Regions from separate parts of the Sus scrofa genome. Here regions 1, 2, 4 and 5 are each linked to region 3. Evidence: chromatin contacts called from public HiChIP or PLAC-seq and promoter capture Hi-C data. All regions are on one chromosome and are shown on one strand. Each heading gives the region's core, a stretch centred on a gene start, on an enhancer-like site or on the middle of the called end of the contact. The rest is flanking DNA. Distances are from core to core; before and after follow the strand shown.

Region 1 (2,700 bases), core at 115-2,614, 480 kb after region 3:
ATGCCCTTTATTATAAGTTTTGTATTTCTGTTCATATTTGTTATGGCCATGTTTAAGTATATGACTGAACCCATTCATTGATATTTCTTGCTTCTTATTTTAAATTATTTTTTACAAATACTTGTCGTAATCAAGATCCTATTTTTTCTGGTCACTCTGGATCAGCTGTTAGTCTGAAAACCTACTCATGAAATAAGAGTTATTTTCAGAGATATTAAAATCCAACTATTTAGGAAAATATTTCACCATTCAGATTGTAAGGTAGTTCTGATAGATTTTAAACTGGATTGCAGCAGGAAGAAAATGGGGAAACAAAAACCACATTTGCAAAAACACACTGCTTCTTCATGGAACTAGTCCAAATAAAAGATTTGGTTTGGACTGCGGTGTTAACAAATGTTAAGCTTATAACTTACAAGAAGAGAAACAGCCTAAGGAAGTAAGAATGAGGTGTTCTGATAAAGAAAAACAGAGTACTAGAGCAAATGCCGAAATTAAAATTAGATTCGGGGACCACCTAATTCTCTAAATATCTGAACAGCTTTTATATCTTACAGTTTGTAAACATTTGCTTACTTGATAATTAAATAAACATGTAATTTTAGAAGTCCATGATAGGTTCTCAAAAATATACCTGGACAATTACGACAATCAAATGATCAGTGAAAACATCTAAATGACAAGCCCTAAGAACCATGCCCTCGACAGAACCTATGTGAGTGCTTGCCCAGACCATTTCTTTCCCAACTATCCTTCGGTCTGAGTTTGGATATGACATACGTCTCTAGGTTGGAGCGAACAGAGCTGTGCTCTCAGCGGACAAAAATGCATGTCATATAGCCAAAGAGTGAACGTAGGTAAATGAGCCTTAAAACTCATCTGGTCCAACTGCCTCGTTTAAGGATGAAAAGAATACCAAAGTCTAAACCGTTATTAGAGACTGAGGGTCGGACTAAGCACCTGTGAGCGGAGAGGTTTTTGACCCTCTGTCAGACAAAACTACCGCAAAACAAAAGCAAAGGAAGGCCTCAGCATCAGCTGGAAGCACTTTAAAACTGAGGAATCCTCAGGCGCAAAAACTGAAAACCCCAAAGAATAAACGTGCCCGGGACAGACACTGTCCGCACCCAATCTTGCCCACGTTCTCCACGTTCCCCTTCCTTCCAGGAACCGCAAACCTCACCTGATCTTGGCAGTGCCGGTGGATAAAATCCCGTACGGAGCACAGGGTCGAGGTAACGCGCAACGCCTTGCACCCGAAGGCAGGGCCACGAAGCCACACCAGCTCCGCAGCTTCCGCCATTTTACCCAGCCACTGAACCTCGAGATTCCCAGAAGGCAATAAGCGCCACAAACAGCCCGGCGCATTTCGGTGACGTTAGCTCGCCTTCCAGCGCCCCGCCCTCAGGTCTTTGGCTGGCCCCGCCCCTCCCCCGGGATAGTCACGTGACCTGGGACCGCCGGGCCGCGCTGGTTGGGGGAGGGGAACAGGAAGGGCCTGCCGGAGGCCGATAAGACCGCGGAGCACCGGGGCGAGGCGTTGCTAGGAGAGGTTGCTAGGGCGGGGCTCCAGGGACTCTCTATAAAAGGCTGGCGCTGGGTTAGGTTTCGAGCGTTCTGGTTGAAAGCGATAAGACAGTAACTAAGCACCTCCCTGTGCAGGCTTTGGCCCTTTTCCTCACATCTGTGTAGTTATTTTTGGGTCGCAGGGAATCGTGGCCTGAGAAGGCGCTGCTCCCTAGGGCCTGAGGAGGGAAGCTGCAGTCCCGGAAGCGGCTTTAGGGGGGCTGCTTCCTCGGCCCTGGGGAGCTTCCCCAACCCAAGGGGCAAGGGAAGCGGAGGTCAGCAACAGCCCTGGGTGGTTTTTCCTCTCGGTTTACCAAGCGTTCTCTTCCTTTGCTGAAAGTGCCAACCTCTCGGTTTCTGCCAGCTCTGCTCAGTTTATTCGTATTTCCGCCTGTTTGCGCTCTGCGTTATCTTCACTTCGGCTCTGTTTTCAAAATATTTCACAGCAAGTGAGCCCTTGTGAAAGGCAGTGGCAAAAGTGACGCTTATAGTAATGCTGCTACGAAAAACCCTGCCATAACTTTGATTCTGCACCATGGAAACACACTCGCACACATTTGCACAGCCTAACTTTAAGGCTCTGCGAATCTGAAGGAGTCCCTTAATGTTTAGTATACTGAGATTATGGTATTTCTAAAATCTTGAACAATTTTAAAAAGCGTAGAGTGTAAACATAGGAGGGTTCTCGGGAGGTATCTGTGCCTACTAAACACCAATGTATCGGCCCACGGAATTGAATTTTCTAGTGCCCAGGTACTTGGCAAATGAAACTCCGCTGAAGGGAAAGCAACTAAAAATTCAGAAATCCTGGAACTGTGGCATTATGAACACAAATAGAATTTGAAGGCCTCTGAAGTTCCGTATTCTAATTGTTGTCTTTATTTCACTTACCCAGGAAGGAAAGTGAGAGAGAAACGACCTCCATGGGGATGCCAGGAGGTTAAAAACAAACAAACAAACAAAAAAAACCCCACAAACTAATAAAGATGTTGTGCCTAGAGAGCTGTGTTTCACAAATAGGGTGACCTAGTGACCAGGGGTCAGTTGGTGTCTCACCAAGTATATATTTTGCTAATAAGGAAAGTCCACATCGTTCATTAGTAACTAACATTAAAACTAGTCCTCTTAAAACCT
Region 2 (2,700 bases), core at 160-2,659, 400 kb after region 3:
TGGCTTCCTTCTCTATAAAACGGGGACCACGATGTTTCTCCTGCAGGGCTGGTGGGAGGCACACACCTGAGACAATGCCCCTTAAAGCGCTCAGTCAGGGCAGAGCCCTAGCGGGCACTCAAAATCTGTTTGCTTTTACAAAGTCACCTCTCCAGACAATGGGAAACACAATAGCAGCCCCCATCTGATATTTTCCCTGTGAAACCCCAATAAACAGCTGGGGGAGGGCATTTGTCCCCAAACTAGACAAGAGGTGTGTGAAGGGAAAAGGAAGCCTCTCCTTCTGCACACACATCCACCTACGGCAGACTCAGGACTGGGACAGGTGTCAGAGGACGGAAGAAGGTGGAAAGATAAGGGGCCAGCAGGAGGGAGAAGGCCGGCATATTGGGCATTTCTCCAGGAAGAGATGACCTGGAACCTTGTTCATTCCCAGTGACAGTCTGTGATCCTGTGGGAGCCAGGGCGGGAGGAAGACCCCAGGAAGCCTCCGCAGCCTCCATGCACCCACTGAACTGGGACTGGTGTACACAATCCACTGGCTTAACCTCAAACCCTCAACCCTGCCGGGGCTGGGACACAGCCACACAAGGTGAGTGCGGAAGGAAGCTGGGGGGCGAGGGGCGGGGGAGTGTCATTCTGTGTCCCACGCTGTGGACTCCGGCTCTCGGCCACCGCGGAGTCTCAGGTAGCCAGGCTTCTCAGGTACTGGAACCTCGGCGTTTTGGGTTTCCTCGCTGAGCTCTCCTCGCTCTCCTCCCCCCTCCCTACCCCCAGCTTCCCTCCTCGGGTCTCCCCCTGGGTCGCATGGAGTGGTGACTGAAAGGGAAGCCCCAGCAGCAGGGGACACAGACGCCTGGCCCTTTCCCAGACTCGCCTCGCTTTGCATACCTCGCAAGGTCAGAGAAAGACGGGCCCTAGGCTGCGCTCCGGGTTAGGCTGGAAGGTCGACTCCAGCTGACAAATCCCCAAAGGCGGGGTGGGGGAGGAGGAAGGGATCGGCCGCAATAGCGAAAAGCTGGAGAAGGGGCAGTCCAGAAAAGTCAGGGAAGCTGGGGAGGCGCCGGCTCGGGGTCTGCGCGGCCCGGGCACCTTCCCTATCCTCCCACTCACCCTGTTCTCCCCTGCTCCGGACTCCGGGCGGGAGAGGCGGGAGGACCGCGCCCCGGAACCGGACACTAGACGTGGCACCCCGACGCAGACCCAGGTCCCGAGGGTCCCGGGAAAGGCGGAGGGCGACATTCTCCACCCCACCCCGGTCCCCTCAACACCCCTTCTCCTTTACCTGCGGCGGTGGCGGTGCGGCGGTCCAGCGAGGCCCGGAGAAATTTTCAGGCTCCACTCGGCCGGGCGGGCGGTGTCTCAATCACTTAAAAGTTACAAAGTGAAACTCCGGCATCTCCCGCGCATGCGCACCTCCGCAGCTCTCCCAATTTGCAGCTTCGCCCGCGCTGGCTTCTGCCTCGCCGCCGCCTCCCGCGCCTGGGGCCCTGCGCCCCTCCGTGATCCTCCGCCCCGGCCTGGCGTCGGGGCCGCTGCTAGCCCTCGCAGCTCCTGCGGGCAAGCTGCAGGCCCCGGCCCTGCCCGCTCGTGTCCCGGAACCGAGGAGGGCACCGCCAGAGCTAATTCCCCTCCCCAGCCTCCGGGCGCGTCCCCCTTCCCGGGCACTTCGGGGAGCCCCGGGCCAAGCACAGGGTGGTCACGGGCAGGGCGTGTTCGGGGAGAATATCGGCAAACCTTCTTGATTATGCTGTTTTGCACCGAATTTCCTCCAACGGCCCGAAAGTTTGAGGATGGGAAGTCTGGCCGGGCTCAGCCAGCGGTCACCGGACGCCCGCTGCGAAAGGCCACGGCTCCCCCACCGCTCTAAGAGCCGGAGAGTGAAACCCTGAGGGGTCCTATGTTTGGCCCCAAATGAGGTCGCAGTGTTTTCAGCGGTCCTCTGGAGCCAAAGCGAGTACTCCCCGTACCTGGGGACACCGATCTAGTCCAGCTCGCTAAGCGCGGCGTATCTCCCCCAGCTGGGTCGCAAAGTGTTTCCTATGAGCCAGAGGCCTCTGCTACTGGACTGGAAGCTGCCCGAGGGCGCCGAGGTGTGTGCTGGCAAGACGCAGGTCAGGGTTCAGTGAGGACCGCACTCCCAGGGAAGCGGAAGAGCATCGCCTGCCAGCTGCAGCAAATTGCCATCCTCCTCCCGCCTCGGTTTCCACACCTGCAACGCGAGGGGGTTGGGCCAAAGCTTCCTCTCAGCTCCTTTCTAGCGCTAAAACTCTGTAAATCCTCAACAGCCCTTCACTCCGCACCTGTACACTTTTGCAGGGTCTCTGAGCTCTCCTCCAGTTCTGGGCTTTCATCTTTCCTTGGGATGGGAAAATTTCCTCCCCTCCCTCCCACGAAGCCAGCACCAGCCTGTGGCTGTCTGCTGTGGGGTGGGGGTGGGGATGTCTCCAGTTTCCTCAACAGTCCTTCTCTGTCCCATCTGGCTTCCTCCTTCTCCCCCACCCCCAGCCGCTAGTCCTTTCCTGGAGCTGGTCCTTGGGCCTGCGCTCAGCCAGCCTTTGCCCTTCCAGGACAAATTTTTAATTAACTGAAAAATTAATTTTAAAAAATTAAATCTTATATTCAGCCTATTAACATTTGCTCCCTTTATTTGCCCCGAAATCTAAAGGAGTGACCCATAGTCTTGTAGTACTGATGATA
Region 3 (2,700 bases), core at 197-2,696:
CACCTGTGCCCAAAGGCTGGCCTAACAGGCAAAACCCCAACAAGAACACCTGGCCTAGCTCCTGCCCTGCCGCACGATGCAGAAGAAACACCACCATCCTGGCTGCAGAGGCAGAATGGCCTGACATTTCCCCTAAGAAATGTAAAGAACTGAAGGTCCCGATAACTCCCCTCTGCTCACTTTTCCCTCCTCCCTTAACAGCTCTCAGAAACTGAACTTAAACTGGACTTGCTTCCCAGTCTAAATTAGCGGCCGCACGCCCGCGCGCGCGCGCACACACACACACCCCATCCTTTCCTCCAGAGCAGTTGCTACAAGTGTAATTACAGATTGGCACGTGTTTATTTGCAAGGTCCCTGAGGGCTGGGATCAGGAATGTGGGTCTAGCTGAGCTCTGGCCAGGTGCATGCCCGGCACCGGGCAGCGGAGCCCTCGCTCCCGTCTGAACCCTTGCATCGCTGTCCAAAGTATCTACTGGGTCGTTCTGAGGATCCCCAGCGACACTCCGCGCAGTCATTTTGGTGAACCGCCTGGAACCAGGCCCTCCGCAATCAAGTGCTTACTATGTGTCCCTTGCGAATGACGGAAGGTATCACTACGAAGAATTTCTTCTTAGGCCTTAAAAAAGGTGGGAAAAATAAGATCGAGCTTTAGCAGAAGCCCGCAAACCTGCCTAACGATTCGGCTTTCGAGCGTGCGGAAACACCCGGCGAGGGAATGCAACACACGCAGCCAGCACTGCAGAGTCACCAAACCGAGAGCCACGACCCTCAAGGCCAGTGACAACCAGCGCGCATTCAAGTCAGCTTTGCAACCCCACTTCCCTGTCCGCCAGGCTGCCGCGCCTTTCTCTGCCTCCCCACCAGCTGGGCCCACTAAGCCACCCCCTCATCTGTCAAAAAAGGCGCTCGGAGCGGGCTTGGGAGGGCGGGCGCTGCAGGGCGGGGACAAAGAGGCCGGGGAGGGTCCCCCACCCACACATCCTCCCCAGTCAACATCAGTTTACACCGACGCGGCGCGTCCAAAATGGAGGGAAACGTCGGCAATTTAAAACCGCAGCTCCATTTCCGCAGCTGGCCCGGCCGGGCGCAGCACTAGCCTCGCCAGCAGCGGCCGGGACGGACCCGGAGAAGGGGAGGGCGAGGCCGCGGGGCCAGGCCGGGTGTCCAGGTACCCCGGCCCACCAGCCGCGCCCGCCCCGTTGGCCTCCGCCCGGCCCCTGGGAGACCGCCCCGCGGGAAGCGGGATTGGGTTCCCGGCGCTCACCTGCTCCAGGCTCCGGCGAGAACACGAACGGCTCCGGGAGAATTGCGGAGCAGCAACCTGGCGGCGGTTCCGCGCGCGCGACACTGCCCTCTCTCGCGCTCTCGCGCCCCGCGGTCCCGCGGCCCGGGCGCGCGCCTTCCCGGCCCGGCCCTCTCTTCGCCCCGCCCCTCCATCCGGGCCTCCCCAAGCTCCTATTGGCCCCTTGGCCTTTTGAATCGCGCCCAGTGCTACCGATTGGTCGTATGGTGTGGCGCGTCTGCCCCGCCCCGCCCCGCCCCGCCCCTCGGCAAGGCCAGTGATGCGGGGAGCTCGGCCAGGAGGGTCCGCTTCTGATGCGGCCCAAAGACTGTATTTTCCGGGCCTTATCTCCATCGCCCAGACAATTTTGCAGCCCGCGGACCGCTGGCGCTCCCCGCCCTTTTCCTCCCCGCACTTGCCCCAGTTGCCTGGCGATGCTCAGCAGGGATATTGGTGTGCGAGGTGGCTTGGCGAAAGAGATAATAAAAAGCTATAAAGAAAATAAATTTGCATAGTGATTACTAAAATCAACTGACTGAGACCGAAAGTACATCTTGCTAAAACACTATTAGTATTCAAAAAAAAAGCACTCCAGAAACTTCCTGGCAAGTAGTGTCTCGGAAGGCGATCTGGGGCTCCTTTGTCTTGATGATGGCTGCCTCTGGGCAGACACTGATCTGGACGGTGCATGGGGGCCGTGGGGTCAGTGGGTGGAAGAGGGGTTGGTAAAGAATGTCCAGGTGTTCCCTACAACTCACAGCGTTCCTAGGAAGACTGCCTTGAGAAGGAGTTTCGACAGTAAGGGGAGGTCCTGCAGAGATACGGTAGAAAATATTCAACGTGCAGCCTGGAACAGAAAATTCTGTGCCTCACGCACTGAGATACCCTCTTGACCTACATCCCACAAGCCTGGTTCTACGCGGCCTCCAAGATGCTGAATCATTATATTGTTACCTCCGAATCTGTTATGGATCCTAAACTTTGTTTTTTTCTCTCTCCAACTTATCATTATTGGTTAGTTGGTTTCCTTCCTTTGAGGTCAGGAGTTTAAAGCAGTCCATTGAGGTTCCCCATTTTGCAGTGTGGTTTTAATCAAAGTAATTCTTAGCCCAACTACTAGGTTAATCTAACTTACTAGGTAAATTTAAGTGAATTTTTGAAGAACTATCCTTTAAATTATAATGATAAATAGGCTTTACCATTTATGGCCCAGCTTCATGCGTAAGGGCTCTCATTTCTCATGGTTATAACGTCAAAACACCCAGGTTTACTACTACAGAAAGAAAGAAAAAAAAGATAATACATTGAGATTTCTCCATCATTCACATCCAACGTGAATGAGTTCATCAGAGTCTTTCCTGAGAACAATTTCTGACATTGAACTGTCACTGTCATAAAATTTGCCATGGAAATCTG
Region 4 (2,700 bases), core at 124-2,623, 340 kb after region 3:
ATGGCATAGGCCAGCAGGTGCAACTCCAATTTGACTCCTAGCCTGGAAACTTCCATAGGGCCCAGGTGCTGCCCTAAAAAGCGCGCGTGCACGCACACACACACACAAAATCAGCAGACCTTCTGCTGACTCTGGCCCTAGGACGGTGCCCATATTCACACATGTTTCTCTGTTTCGTTTTTTTGTTTGTTTTGCTTTTTAGGGCCACACCTGCAGCATATGGAAGTTCCCAGGAAAGGGGTCAAACTGGAGCTGCAGCTGCCGGCCTACACCGCAGCCACCACAATGCCAGATCTGAGCCTCATCTGCGACCTACACTGAAGCTCATGGCAACACCGGATCTTTAACCCTCTGAGCAGGGCCAGGGATTGAACCTGCATCCTCATGGATACTAGTCAGTTCGTTACCACGGAGCCACCCCAGGAACTCCACACACACGCATGTTTCTCTGGATATGAACCTTCAGGGAGTGACTTGCCCGGAAATAAGCAAGATGAGCTGGGTTAATGCCAGGGTCTCCTGGTGTTGATTTGCAGAGACTAAGGTCTTCTTTCTTCCCCTTCTGCGAAAAAAGCAGGGGAGTCCGACAAATGGGGATTAAAGCAGCTGAGTTTATGTGAAGTGTCATAGGCAGGTCTATATAGAGACAGAAGCTCGATTCCTGGTGGCTTAGGGCCTGGAGTGATGCGGGGGACAAGCGGGGATGATAGCTGAAGGGTCCTACGTGTGGTGATGAAAATGTTCTAAAATTGTGGTTAGGGTTGCCTGTCTCTGTAAAGGTCCTGAAATCACCAGGTTCTAGACCTTAAATGGATGAGTTATATAGTATAGAAATTCAATCTCTGTGAAGCTGTTGACAACCAGCTGAGATGTGTGGCCATGTTTGGGCTCCTGAGCATCCCCCGACCCTGAATGAACCTAACCTCCCAGCTCCTGAGGCCTCCCCCTACCCCCTGGTCCCTTAGGCACAGGCTGAGGACCGGGCTCCCTCTGCTCCTGAGCGCGACCCTCAGAGCGGGCCCTGCCCCTCCCGTGGGGGAGGGCGTCTCGAGGGGGGAGAGAAGCTTCTCAGAAGCATCGGGAGCAAAAGGCCCCTCAGAACCGTGAGGCCTCCAATGGGCAGCCCCACCACCCAGGGCTGTGCAGACGCCAACCCAGCTTCATAGCTTCCAGATGCGATGAATGAATCGCTTAGATCAAGTAGGCTTATGGGTGATTTTTGCCTCTTTCTGTTGTTTTCCAATTTTTTCCCCCACATTTTGCTTCTCTTCTTTATTTCAGTCAAAAGTACATCAAAGTGAGGGCTGGGCGGCAGGTGGTCAGGGGTCGAGGGCTGTCTGTGGACGCTGTTCCTGATGGATTCTGTCCCCCTGGCAGGAGTCATGTGGCTGGAAATACTCCTCGCCTCTGTGCTGGGCTTTGTCATCTACTGGTTCGTCTCCAAGGACAAGGAGGAGACCTTGCTCCTTGGAGATGGCTGGTGGGGGCCCGGATCAAGGCCCGCGGCTGCGGAGGACGAGAGCATCCGGCCATTCAAGGTGGAGACGTCAGACGAGGAGATCAACGTAAGGCACCTCTTTCCAGGCCTCGGAGCGGAGGGGAGAGTGGGGAGCCCCTGCCCGGGGTTTCTCTGAGTCAGGGTGGCGGGGCAGGTCGGGCCTCAAGCTGGGGCTGGGACCTGGAGCGGCGGGGAAAGTGGCCTCTCTCGGGGGTGTTTTCTGCTCTGCCTTCCCCATCCCTCCTGCTCTCCCTCCTCTGTCTCCGCCTCCCCTGCTGAAGGCCCAGCAGCCCTGGGCAGGAGAGGGGGTGCCAGCTGGGCCCAGTTACACGTGTCAAGGGTCACAGAAAGCAGCTGTAGTTTTTTTTTTTTACGGGCTGCACCTGTAGCATATGGAGTTTCCCAGGCGAAGGGTCGAATCGGAGCCACAGCTGGCAGCCTATACCACAACTCATAGCAACACGGGATCCGAGCCACATCTGCGATCTACACCACAGCTCACAGTGATGCTGGATCCCTAAGCAAGGCCAGGGATCAAAACCCACATCCTCATGGATACTAGTCAGGTTCCTTAACTGCTGAGCCACAACGGAAACTCCAGAAAGCAGCTGTGTCTCTGTGCCCCACCTGAAACCTTGAGCCTGAGCTTGGAGGAGGAGGAGACGGTCTCCTCGGGGCCTGGGCGGGGACCCTGAGTGAGAGGCCAGGCCATGTTGACAAAATGCTGCAGCACAGGGAACTCTGTCTCAGGGCCAGCCTTGACCAGGCACCTGCTGTGTGTCGCCCTCTTGTGGTCACACGCAGCCCTGGCCATCATACGGAAGTGGAAGCTCAGAGAGGCAAAGCAGTTGACCCAAGGTGAACCGAGTCGATCCGCAGGAGGACTTGGACTCAGCTCTAACGCCAAAGCCTGTGCCCCGTCCCCGGCTCAGGGCTGGAATCAGGAGGGACGGCTGTGGCCGGCAGGGGTGGGGGATGGATCTAAGAGCAGAGCCAGGAAGGTGAGTGGGATCTGGGCCTTCCCTTCCCAAACTTTCTTTCATTCTGTGGGTATCGGAGCACCTACTGTGTGCAGGCCCGGTGCTGGGTGCTTAGAAGGAGAGAGATCCTTGTCTCAAAGAGAACCTAGTCCAGGAGTTGAGAAGAAGAATGTAGACAGAGGAAAGGTAACGATGAATAGAGGTAAATGCCGTAAGAAGGGC
Region 5 (2,700 bases), core at 108-2,607, 290 kb after region 3:
GGCATTCTACTCTTTCCTCACCTGTGTACCCCACATCATTCATGACATAAATCTCAAAATGGCATCCTCTTCTCCATTCCTAAACTAGTGCCTTAATTCAGATCCACAGCTCTTAAGTCTGTATTATTATTATTATTATTTCTTTTTAGGGACACACCCATGGCATATGGAGGTTCCTGTAGCTGCTGGCCTACACCACAGCTCATGGCAATGCCAGATCCTTAACCCACTGAACAAGGCCAGGAATTGAAGCTGTGTCCTAATGGATGTTAGTCAGATTTCCACTGAGCCACACTGGGAACTCCTCCTCTTTTTGCCTATATTATTGCATGAGCATCTTAGGAGGTCTCCTTGCCTCCAGGCTTGCACCACTTCACCTCAGTCTTTGTGTGCAGCCAGAGCCGGATAAAATGCAAATCTGCTTAAAGCCCTTCCATGGACAGGAAAACTAATCTATGGTAGCAGAAAGCAGATCAGTGAGTGGGGGCAGCTGTGAGGGTGGTGGGATTGAATATAAAGAAGCATAAGGGAGCTTTCTGGAGATGAAGAGATGTTCTGTATCTTGATTATGACATATAGGCATATACCCAATGGGAATATATAAATATATTTTTCAAAAATGCATCAGCCTATATGCTTAAAATTAGTATGTTTTATTACATAAAATATACTTCAATAAACTTGATTAAGGAAAAACACCCTTCTGATCACTCCATTACTTAGAGAACAGAGTTCAAATTTCTTCTCCTGGCTTAAGTGACGACATGATTCCTTCCATTGATTCTTCCCTTCCCCCACCCCGCAAACACTCCTCACATTAAATACTCTACAAACCTCAAACGGGCCTAGATGTCTTGGCCGGCCTGGACTACCTGTTATAGAACATCCACCATGTTTATCAAGATTCAGCCTGCACCAACATCATTAGCGATCCCTCCACCCACACGTGATCATCCTTCCTTTGTGTTCCGATGTCCCGAAACAAATGTCTATCATATAAAGTCTTTGGCTGCATTCTTGTGCTTATGTCTCATTTCCCTTTTACTAAGCTGTAGGTGTGACAGCTGCACCCTATCATCTTCGTTTTTGCAGCTCCAGCGCTTTTCACTGAGCCGCTCAATCTTTGCAGAAGGAACCTGGGCTTTAGAAGAGCTGGTCAGCCCAAAAGACTGCGGGACAGACCCTCCCACTGCTCCTCCAGTCCTATAGAGGGCGCTGTGGTGGCCTCCGTCATCGCTCTGCTCTCAACTCCTCGGGGCCAGCTCTCAGAGCCGTATGCTCGGGGCTCCGCCTCCTCCTGGGCAATATCCCTCCTTCCCATTGGGCGAGGGCAGTCCGGACCGCCCAATGGAGCGAGGCGTTGGTGCGAGGAGGGGCCACCATCTTTGAGCGGTTGGGCCCCTGCCTCGGTGAGTGGCTGCGGGAGGCAGGGAGGTAGGTGGGCCACGGAGTATAGCCGCGCCTCGGGTCTTCAGCGGTGCGTGTCAACTGTGCCCCCGCGGACCCACGATGCCGCAGTACCAGACTTGGGAGGAGTTCAGCCGCGCGGCCGAGAAACTCTACCTCGCTGACCCCATGAAGGTAAATCGCTGGCGGGGTCTGTGCATCTGTCTCTGGGTCAGGATGGCTTTTTTCCCCGCCGCTCGGCCTCCGGAGCTTCTCCAGCTACTTAGGAGGTGCTGAGAGTGAGGAGAGACGGACCCCGCCAAGTGTGATTGTTTCTTCCGTCTCCTCCCTTATTAACGCCCCCAGGAAGCCCGGAAACCGGCAAAATCAGGGGTCATTTCAGGGCTTTTAGGAAGACGCCGCCCGAAATCCCTGAACTTAACCTCGATGGTCGCGGGTTTACGTGTCTCTAAGGGCGGGGCTCCTCCCCCTACTGGTTCAACCTTCTGTCCCTTAGTGTCTTAGTGCCCTTTTCCGGTATCACCTCGTATAAGAAAAAACGGTGATGTTTTTCTGCGACAGCAGAGAAGTTGTTGAAAGACCTCAATTTGGAGGTGTCTATAGCCCTTAGAAAGGCGGCTGTAGGTCACTTTGCTGTACAGCAGAAATTGACAGAATATTGTAAATCAACTGTAATAAATTTTTTTTTAAGTGGCTCTAAATTTTTTGGAAGTCAGTGCCCTCGTGAGAACATGAGAATGCTTGCACGCTTTCCTCAGAAAAGTGCACTTATACGTAAATGTTTGTAAATAACTGGGAGGTTCAAGGATCCCTGTAATTCATGGCCCCCACCAAAAAGTAAGCGGATCCCAGAGGTTTGCTTATTATTAAAGAGCAAAGAAGTCACAAGACGGACAGTTTAGCATTTGGGTCCTGATTTTTCTTCCTGTTGAGTTTTATTATCATCTAAATGCTAGTTGAAGCCGCTCCTCAATTAAAAATCTTGTTTGCTTTTTAGACCTAGGTAAGTAACAGGTGCTATAAAACATTCTTAGTTCCATTCTTTGCAATAAAATGATGTAATAATAAATGATGAAATGAGTTAGATATTATTGAAATTGAGTACTTTGTTTATGACACAATTTCTAGTTCCTCCATTTGGTTGATTTCCTTTGCTCATAGGGCCGTTTGTTTCTTTGTTCAAGCAGTGTACCATGAGGACAGTACAAGATTTTTGTCCAGAAGTACCCAGTGTAAACTGAAAATATTTGAAAAGATAGTAAAGAACATACAAATTCACATCGAGAGGAATCA

The links. Promoter capture Hi-C pulls out the DNA fragments that hold promoters and counts their contacts. HiChIP or PLAC-seq counts read pairs in DNA pulled down with a chosen protein or histone mark.
Region 1: a contact with region 3 is called in a promoter capture Hi-C map of fetal liver, with 6 times the contacts expected there. The contact joins the promoter of SDE2 here to the promoter of LBR in region 3. A contact is called at or near these places in 2 of 5 promoter capture datasets (fetal liver and liver) and 2 of 2 datasets of contacts at active chromatin or transcription factors (alveolar macrophages and skeletal muscle).
Region 2: an H3K27ac HiChIP or PLAC-seq map of alveolar macrophages shows a contact between it and region 3. The contact joins the promoter of TMEM63A here to the promoter of LBR in region 3. A contact is called at or near these places in 2 of 5 promoter capture datasets (fetal skeletal muscle and liver) and 1 of 2 datasets of contacts at active chromatin or transcription factors (alveolar macrophages).
Region 4: an H3K27ac HiChIP or PLAC-seq map of alveolar macrophages shows a contact between it and region 3. The contact joins the promoter of EPHX1 here to the promoter of LBR in region 3. A contact is called at or near these places in 1 of 5 promoter capture datasets (fetal liver), 1 of 47 Hi-C or Micro-C datasets (liver) and 1 of 2 datasets of contacts at active chromatin or transcription factors (alveolar macrophages).
Region 5: an H3K27ac HiChIP or PLAC-seq map of skeletal muscle shows a contact between it and region 3, with 4 times the contacts expected there. The contact joins the promoter of SRP9 here to the promoter of LBR in region 3. A contact is called at or near these places in 2 of 5 promoter capture datasets (fetal liver and fetal skeletal muscle) and 2 of 2 datasets of contacts at active chromatin or transcription factors (alveolar macrophages and skeletal muscle).

What each region holds. Positions count from the first base shown.
Region 1 is chr10:13,896,483-13,899,182 of Sscrofa11.1, forward strand. It overlaps SDE2 (protein SDE2 homolog), which reads right to left and starts at 1,365. Exons shown (of 8, transcript XM_003130543.3): 1 at 1,184-1,365. The coding sequence starts at 1,303.
Region 2 is chr10:13,811,880-13,814,579 of Sscrofa11.1, forward strand. It overlaps TMEM63A (transmembrane protein 63A), which reads right to left and starts at 1,410. Exons shown (of 24, transcript NM_001243189.1): 1 at 1,286-1,410.
Region 3 is chr10:13,415,385-13,418,084 of Sscrofa11.1, forward strand. LBR (lamin-B receptor) reads right to left here and starts at 1,447. Exons shown (of 14, transcript XM_021064388.1): 1 at 1,267-1,447.
Region 4 is chr10:13,756,116-13,758,815 of Sscrofa11.1, forward strand. EPHX1 (epoxide hydrolase 1) reads left to right here and starts at 1,374. Exons shown (of 10, transcript NM_214355.1): 1 at 1,374-1,565. The coding sequence starts at 1,383.
Region 5 is chr10:13,710,181-13,712,880 of Sscrofa11.1, forward strand. It overlaps SRP9 (signal recognition particle 9 kDa protein), which reads left to right and starts at 1,358. Exons shown (of 3, transcript XM_003130540.6): 1 at 1,358-1,581. The coding sequence starts at 1,510.